Linked DNA regions of Sus scrofa: region 1 is linked to region 2. Evidence: chromatin contacts called from public Hi-C data. All regions are on one chromosome and are shown on one strand. The core of a region is the stretch at or near the end of the contact, and the rest is flanking DNA. Distances in the headings are between cores, read along the strand shown. Region 1 has its middle 24 kb from the start of MIR9-2. Region 2 has its middle 280 kb from the start of TMEM161B.

Evidence for each region. Hi-C and Micro-C count contacts between places; a contact is called where the count stands out from the background.
Region 1: a contact with region 2 is called in a Hi-C map of brain, with 8 times the contacts expected there. The contact joins two enhancer-like sites. A contact is called at or near these places in 2 of 47 Hi-C or Micro-C datasets (brain and embryonic fibroblasts).

What each region holds. Positions count from the first base shown.
Region 1 is chr2:96,099,230-96,102,634 of Sscrofa11.1, forward strand. No RefSeq gene overlaps it. Among named protein-coding and RNA genes, the nearest start is that of MIR9-2, 24 kb to the left of the region's middle. Within about 2 kb of position 1,447, at least 11 of the 83 cell types and tissues checked have an H3K27ac peak or open chromatin away from gene starts, as enhancers often do. A contact at or near this core is called in brain, where this site is marked.
Region 2 is chr2:95,422,587-95,426,128 of Sscrofa11.1, forward strand. No RefSeq gene overlaps it. Among named protein-coding and RNA genes, the nearest start is that of TMEM161B, 280 kb to the right of the region's middle. Within about 2 kb of position 1,930, at least 7 of the 83 cell types and tissues checked have an H3K27ac peak or open chromatin away from gene starts, as enhancers often do. A contact at or near this core is called in brain, where this site is marked.

The DNA of each region.
Region 1 (3,405 bases), core at 197-2,696, 680 kb after region 2:
TACTCACCTGCTGCGGGGCCTCGGGGAGCCTTCACTCCCCGGCCGCTCCCGCCTTCCGGGGGGCCATTGAAGCCCATCTTGGAGGCACTCACGGCTTGGCCTGATAGGATGCCACTTTCCCCTGAAGGCTGACAGTGGCTTCATTAATCGGCCATGCTTAAACCAACCTAAGAGAATCTCTATCTGGCAATGAGGGTGCTTCAAATATCATTTGCTTATAAACGAGCAGTTTTGGCAAATAGTGATTAAAGCACTGAATCCTGCTCTCCCAAAAACCTGAATGTCTTTGGGGTCTGCACCAGTAACCCCGTGATAAAGGATTAGTCCCCAGACTACTGGGATATCCACAATCCTCCTCCCCAAAACTCCGGCTTCCCGGCTGAGACGAAAGACCTCGGACCATGTAAACTCCGTCAGACCCCGTGTTAATGTTTCCGAAATTTTTCTGCAAAAGAATTACAACCTCCTCAGGTGACCCGTCCACTCACCAGGACACCGTGTCAAAAGAACTTGTGGCGATTTACAAATACTAAGAATTTCGACAGTGCTATTCGAATAAACCCAGGCTTCCTTTCATGCAGTTCTTAGGGATTTAGTTGAGACTGTGGAGACGCGACAGACTCAGTGTCCCCAGTCCATAATGGAAAATGCTTTGGGGGCTTTGGTTGCGGGGGGGAATCTAAACCTCAAGTTCTGGGGGGAATCTTTAAAAAACAAAAACAAAACCACTAACACTCAGCCAGAAGCAGGGACTGTCCCTGGACATTTGCATGCTCCCCCTTCCTCGCGTGTTAAAATCACCAGCGTCGATTTCCTGGCGTCCTTCTCAAACCCCCCCCCCACTTCCTCAGACCGAATCTGTAGACAGGAGAAACGTCGTTTCTGTTTCTTTTCTCTACCAATTTCAAATACATGTGGATTTTTTTTGTTGTTGTTCCTGCACCCTAAATAAATATTCTTTTACATTCGTGTGCACCTAAGAGGGTGTAGACCTGGGTCCCTCTCCCCGGTGGCTGCCGAGTAGGATAAATTAGCCCCAGGATCAGTATGCTGGGGGTGGCCAGAACGCGCACTGCCCTCCGAAAGCTGGCGCGCAGAGGCGGCCCCGCGGAACCTGCGCTCGCAGAGAAAGCTATCTTCACAGCAATTTAACAAGCCCCACCCAATAAAAGTTAAAGCGTGATGGCACTATACCTTGGCCCGGGTTACATAGGCGCTTGTCTCCCATTTTGGACATGCTGGAAGTGTTGGGTTTGGGGAGGTTTGCTTTGGCTGGGTTTGGATTGCCTATATAAGCCCTGGAGTACTGTACGGAGGAACTCGCCTTGATGGACTCGGGTGTTAATTAACGCGCGGCTAATTTGAGCTGAAGGAGCGGGAGGCGCCAGGCAGCACCGTGAGCCGCGAGGGGCCAGTGACCTCTAGTGGACACAAGGGGATATGCAGCTCAGGCGAGTCAGCACATGGGGCTTGGTAGCAGAGAAAACTTCCGCCAGCGCGGAAGCCTGGCGTCGCCTCAGAATTCAGCGACAAAGAGGGACATTAGTCCCCAAATTAAGGGAGAAAAGGCCCTCAGCAAGTGATGTCGAGCAAGGCCTTTGGCTCTTCTGATGTATCTGAAATCTAAACCCAACGCGCGCACGCACGCGCACACGTTATTTACAGTTCTTTCCGGCGGGGGAAGGAGCGCCTATGGAAGAGGTTTGAGAAGTGGGCTTTACGGGTTTTGGTTTCTGAACCTAAAGAAAAGCAGAGCTTTCAAAGCTCCGGGGACCTTCAGCCACTAAAGGAAAGGAGTCAGAATGTGCTTTTGTAAACAAAGTTCATCAGTACTCTTATGACCTATTTCTACTTTCAAGAATAAAAATAAAGAAGACGCTTAGTTGGTTCAACAAGAAGAAAGCCAGAAACAAATGACGTGTTGAATGGCCCATATGCCTCTGAGTTCACACCCTTCAGGCAAATAAGACAACACCACAAAAATACTAATAACAGTAATACACAAGAGCATTTCATTTAATAAAAATAAAAAGGCGAGGAGGATAAAAGGACTTGTTTTCCCCACCCCTTCATTTATTTTAACTGTTAACTAGTGCAGAAGTTGTTTTTGGAAAAGATTGTCCCCAAAACTGAATGCGTCAAAAGCAAAACATGGGCCATGGTAATTCAGAGCGAAAGTCCCTTTTCTGAATAAACAGAACTCCGCATTTTCTTTGCCCATTCCGCGCACACCAGAGCAGAACACAGAAGCTGGAGAGGCCCCAGTAAAACCCCATCGCCTCGGAGCTCAGCATTCTGTCGTCTGGCAGTGGTTGAGTAACTTCGCCGATCGCGGTGCCTGCCGGGGCCCTTCCTCTCGGGTCCTGCCCTCAAGGTTTGAGGATTTTTAGTGTCCTTTTCCCTAAGGCACTCTTCCCGCGAGGGCCAAGGCCGAAGCCCGAATTTCGAGCGAGAACTTAGGGATGATCCCCTCCCCCGGGGTAGCCTTCAGCGGTCGCTGGTCCTCCCTCCGTCTGTGCTGGGCTGTTCACTGGGTAATAGAATCTGAACGTTAAGGGTCAGGGGGGCAGATATAGGGAACCCGAGGCATTTGCTCTCCCCAGATCATGAGCACCACCCGTTTGGGCTCGTTTCGCACCGTCCGAGACGGGACTGCGACTGAGGATCAGCGCAGGGAGCGCAGTAGTCGGGCGGCGCCGGCACGTACCGCTGGAAGCGCGTCTAGGGCCCAATGTCAGCGGACAGCAGCGTCAGGGAGGGACAGCGGAGCCAGAGGGACAGTCACACTCAAATAAAGTTTGTACTGCGGGGGAAGGAAGAACAGAACTGGGCACGGGGCAGGGTAGCAGGGCAGTGTTATTTTCTCCAAACCTCCCCATTTTCGTCTTCAGAACTGTCCTGGAAATAAGTCGGAGAGGCCCTAAGGTTGCGGAAGAGCCAGGCCTCGCCCTGAAGGCTGTGGCAGGGTTTCCGATTGGACTCTGTCATTGGGGGGCTCAGCTCTTCCTAGAGAAGGAGTTCCCATTCCCTCCTTTCTGGGCCAGACACGTTGGCAGCACGCTATGAATTTGTCCCTAGGAGTCCAGAGTCGGAAGTCAGCCACAGGGTGCAGCTACGTTCCTAGCAAGGCTGTCAGATTGCCGTGCTGAGGGATGTGGGGGGAACTGTACCCTAGTAGGGAGAGAAATGTGCGATGACAGGGAACCCACGGGGGCCGAAGATTTCATTGTAGACCAGAGAAGAACGTTTGGGAGCTACTTAAGTGAAATACAAGCATTTTAAGTCCCAAATATAAAGTATATGTTATAATAAAAATACCACAATAAAATAATATATTTTAATAGATAAATGCGAATTTTAATAGCTTAAGAAATGATCTCTTCAGTAAAGTAGCCAGGAAACAAA
Region 2 (3,542 bases), core at 680-3,179:
AAATTATGTTTTGTAATGGTGATAAGAATTCTGTGTTGGCATTTCCCTTTTTGCTTTTTCTTTACTGTAGTATCAAGCTATGCTTTTTTTTTTTTTTTTTTGTATGAATAAGACTACTAGAAGAGGATTTTTTAAAAAGTTAATATATTTAGAAAACAATATTTTTTATTTGGTGGAACTGGGGAGCAACTTCCTACTACAATGATGTAAATAATGATCAACAAGAGAGAGCAAATATAATTTTCCCCTTGGAATGCAAAGTAATTTAATGATGTTACCTTTCAACATTTTTACAGCTTGAAGAAAAAAATTAAAAATCAAGGGAGTTCTCGCTGTGACACAGCAGGTTAAAGATCCAGGGTTGTCTCTGTGGTGGCATGGGTTTTATCCCTGGAAGCTGTGGCTCAGACTTGATCCCTGGTTCAGCAATTTCTATGTGCCACAGGTGCAGCCAAAAAATAAAAAATAAAAATAAAGCTTACAAGACCTTGGTGCAATGTTTCTCCATATGTGTCTTCTTACAGAGAAAACATGTATGTATTCTTACAGTATATGTATTTGTATATGTATCTGTGTATACATATGCAATATTTAACATATTTATATATATACACACATATGGAGAGAAAAACAGAGAGGGAGAGAGAAAGGATCAATTTATATTCCTACTGGCAATGTATACAGTGAATCCTGAATTTCACAGAACTATCACAAGCATTGGGGGCGTAATTTTTTTTCCTCTTGCTTATACAATTTGGCAAAAAATAAGGGAAGGTAAGTAACTCAATTTATATTTATTTGGTTATCAGATAAATGGATGATTTTCCCCCTATATTGATAGACTACAGTTAATATTTAACTTAAATATAACTGGCTATACATTAGACCAACAAGAAAAGATCTGAGGAATGAAATAATACCAGTTATTTATAAAGTATGATTGAAATTGCAATTAAAATTACTGAATCCTACCCTACTCTCTTTGTCCATAAGGTAAATAAAAATTGTCATTATCCATGATTCCGTTTGAGGGATAACAAAGATCAAGTTTTCACACAAAGGAACAATGACCTAAGTGGGTATTAAAAAAAAAAAAAAATATATATATATATATATATATATGTATGTATATATATGAAACTTTCTGCAAAGATTTAGAAGCTATTTAAATATAATCTATAGTTCAAATATAATCAGATAAGGAAAAGAAATGAAAGGGGGGGGGGGAACAGGAGAAGGAACAGTGAAAAGAAAATGAAAGAAGAAAAGACTGACCGGCAAGAAAAAAATAGGAACAGCCAGAGAAAAAAATGGGATACATAAAGAAACAAAGAGCCATAAGGCAAGGAAAGACCTGCAGTTAAAGACCTTGAGGGAAGTGTTAGTTTCAACAAAAGAAAGCTACTTTGGTCACACTTCGGAGTGTGTGGGGACCTGGGCCTCAGATTCTCCACTTTTGTGATCACTGCTTCTAAATGCTGACTAAGGGGTGGAAGCCAATGAACTGACAAGCTACCTAAACATCAAATCCTAACTGGATCTTCATAACTGACCTTGAATGTTTGGGAGGAAGAAGAAAGGGGCCCCTGAAACCGTGTCAAATTCAACTTGGGTTTTACTATGGAAGATCCAAATTCAACAATTTCTTAAGGATTCTGACTGTGATCAGCCCACCCAACAAAATTACCTGCACAGGTAGCTCCTGGGCAAGTGTTGTCTAATTTCACTGATAGAAGGAAAAAATCCTTTTCCATCAACTAGAAACAATAGTAAAGCATAGCATCATTTACTCATTTTACTTGTGATTACTTTTTACATTAAGGATGTTTTCACATTATTTTTCCAACTGAAACCCCTGGAGAGGACTGATTTCCACTGCACTCCACCGGCGTGCCATTCTTGGCCAGGAACTGTAGGTGTTGCTGAAGCTACACAGCTGAGAAGGCTAAGCCGGGCCTCCAGTTCTTTGGCTTATTACAGTTCTATTTTAGCCCCATCCTCTTCCTCCCACTCAAATTCTGTACCCTAGCATGTGTTTGGAGATGCTACATCCTCCAGTTCTCCACACTAAATATACTCTTAGAAACCACGAACAAAACTTGCAGATGAGTCATTCTTGCTGGAAGCCTCAGCTCCGCAGTGGACAGCTCGTAAATTGGAATAGAATCAGTGGGACAGGGGGAGCAGAGACAACAGTAGCTGGTTCATGATGTTCTGCAAAGGGAGACAAGAGGGTGGAGGTGGGTGGTTTCAGAGTAAAGTGAAGCAAATTCTCATATTACATTTTCAAGAAAATTTTGTTAAAGAGCTAATACTCTAAAGATAATGCTCCAAAGCTTAGAATTTGTGTTCATCACTTGTTTGGGAGGGGAGGGTCAAGCACTTTTTTTCTTTTTGCTTCTTCCTTTTTTTTTTTTTTTTTTTTTTTTTTTTGTTATCCTTTGACCAGTTCTCAGAGCATAATTTGTTTCCAGTCTTTTTGTTCTACAAGTGAAAAGGTCAACGCCCTTTGACATGGCATGAGCTGTTCAGTGCACCAGGGGGAAACATCACCAGCAGTGCTGGGCTTAAAACAACTTCAGGGCAGCCAGAGTCAAACACAGGAAGTGTTGTTCAACTCCCTCCAGAGAATACTGGCTTTGTTTATTAGCCAACTTACATCTTGTTGAATTGCTAAGTGCCGCTATCTTGAACGAGCAGATATATCAGAGACTCCAAACCCAGATGAGGTATTTGTAAGCATGATATAACAACATCACTCTCCTAAAGTGTCCCCTACAGGGATCTAACTACAAAGGGGCTATTTTCTTAAATGGGAAAAGTTCCATCTCAGGTCCCCATAGTCCAATACACGCTAAACGATTCTGCAAATGAACAAACACTGCTTTGATGAGACAGTACATTTAGTGGGAGAAATAATCAACCAGAAATGCAGGGGGAAAAAAATGTGGATTTCTTTTATAAATAGTCTAATCATGAAATGAATTACACATTCAATCTTATACGCCTAAGAATTTTTTAAAATTAATTTAGTCCAGGGAATACTGACCTGTTCAACATTTTTGTTTACATAGTATGTATAAACCTCTATGTATACAATGATTTATTAACTGCACTTTACTGGTACAAGATAATATTTTAACTCCATTTCACAGATTAATTGAGAAAGAAAGGTTAAGTGTTTTGCCTAGGGTTACTCAGCAAATCCAAACCAGATATACATTTAGCTCCTGGAACTAATGATTTTCTGTCTTATGTTTTAATCAGTGAAATATTTTGCTTCTAAATATACTGAAAGAGATTTGAAGCTCCACAGAAAAATCACATTATACAGCAGTCCTCAATTTGGAGATAGAGAAAATCTGGTTAAAAAATACACCAAGCTTTTTGTACAATACTGAAGGCAGTACTGAAGAGAAAAAACTGTAGGTCAAAGAAGAAAAATACCCAAACACTAAGTGGCTTGGCCATGCATAGTGCCAACTCTTACCTTTCAGATCAAGTCTAGATACTTGGTCCCTGCTCCCAGCTCTGCTCTGCCA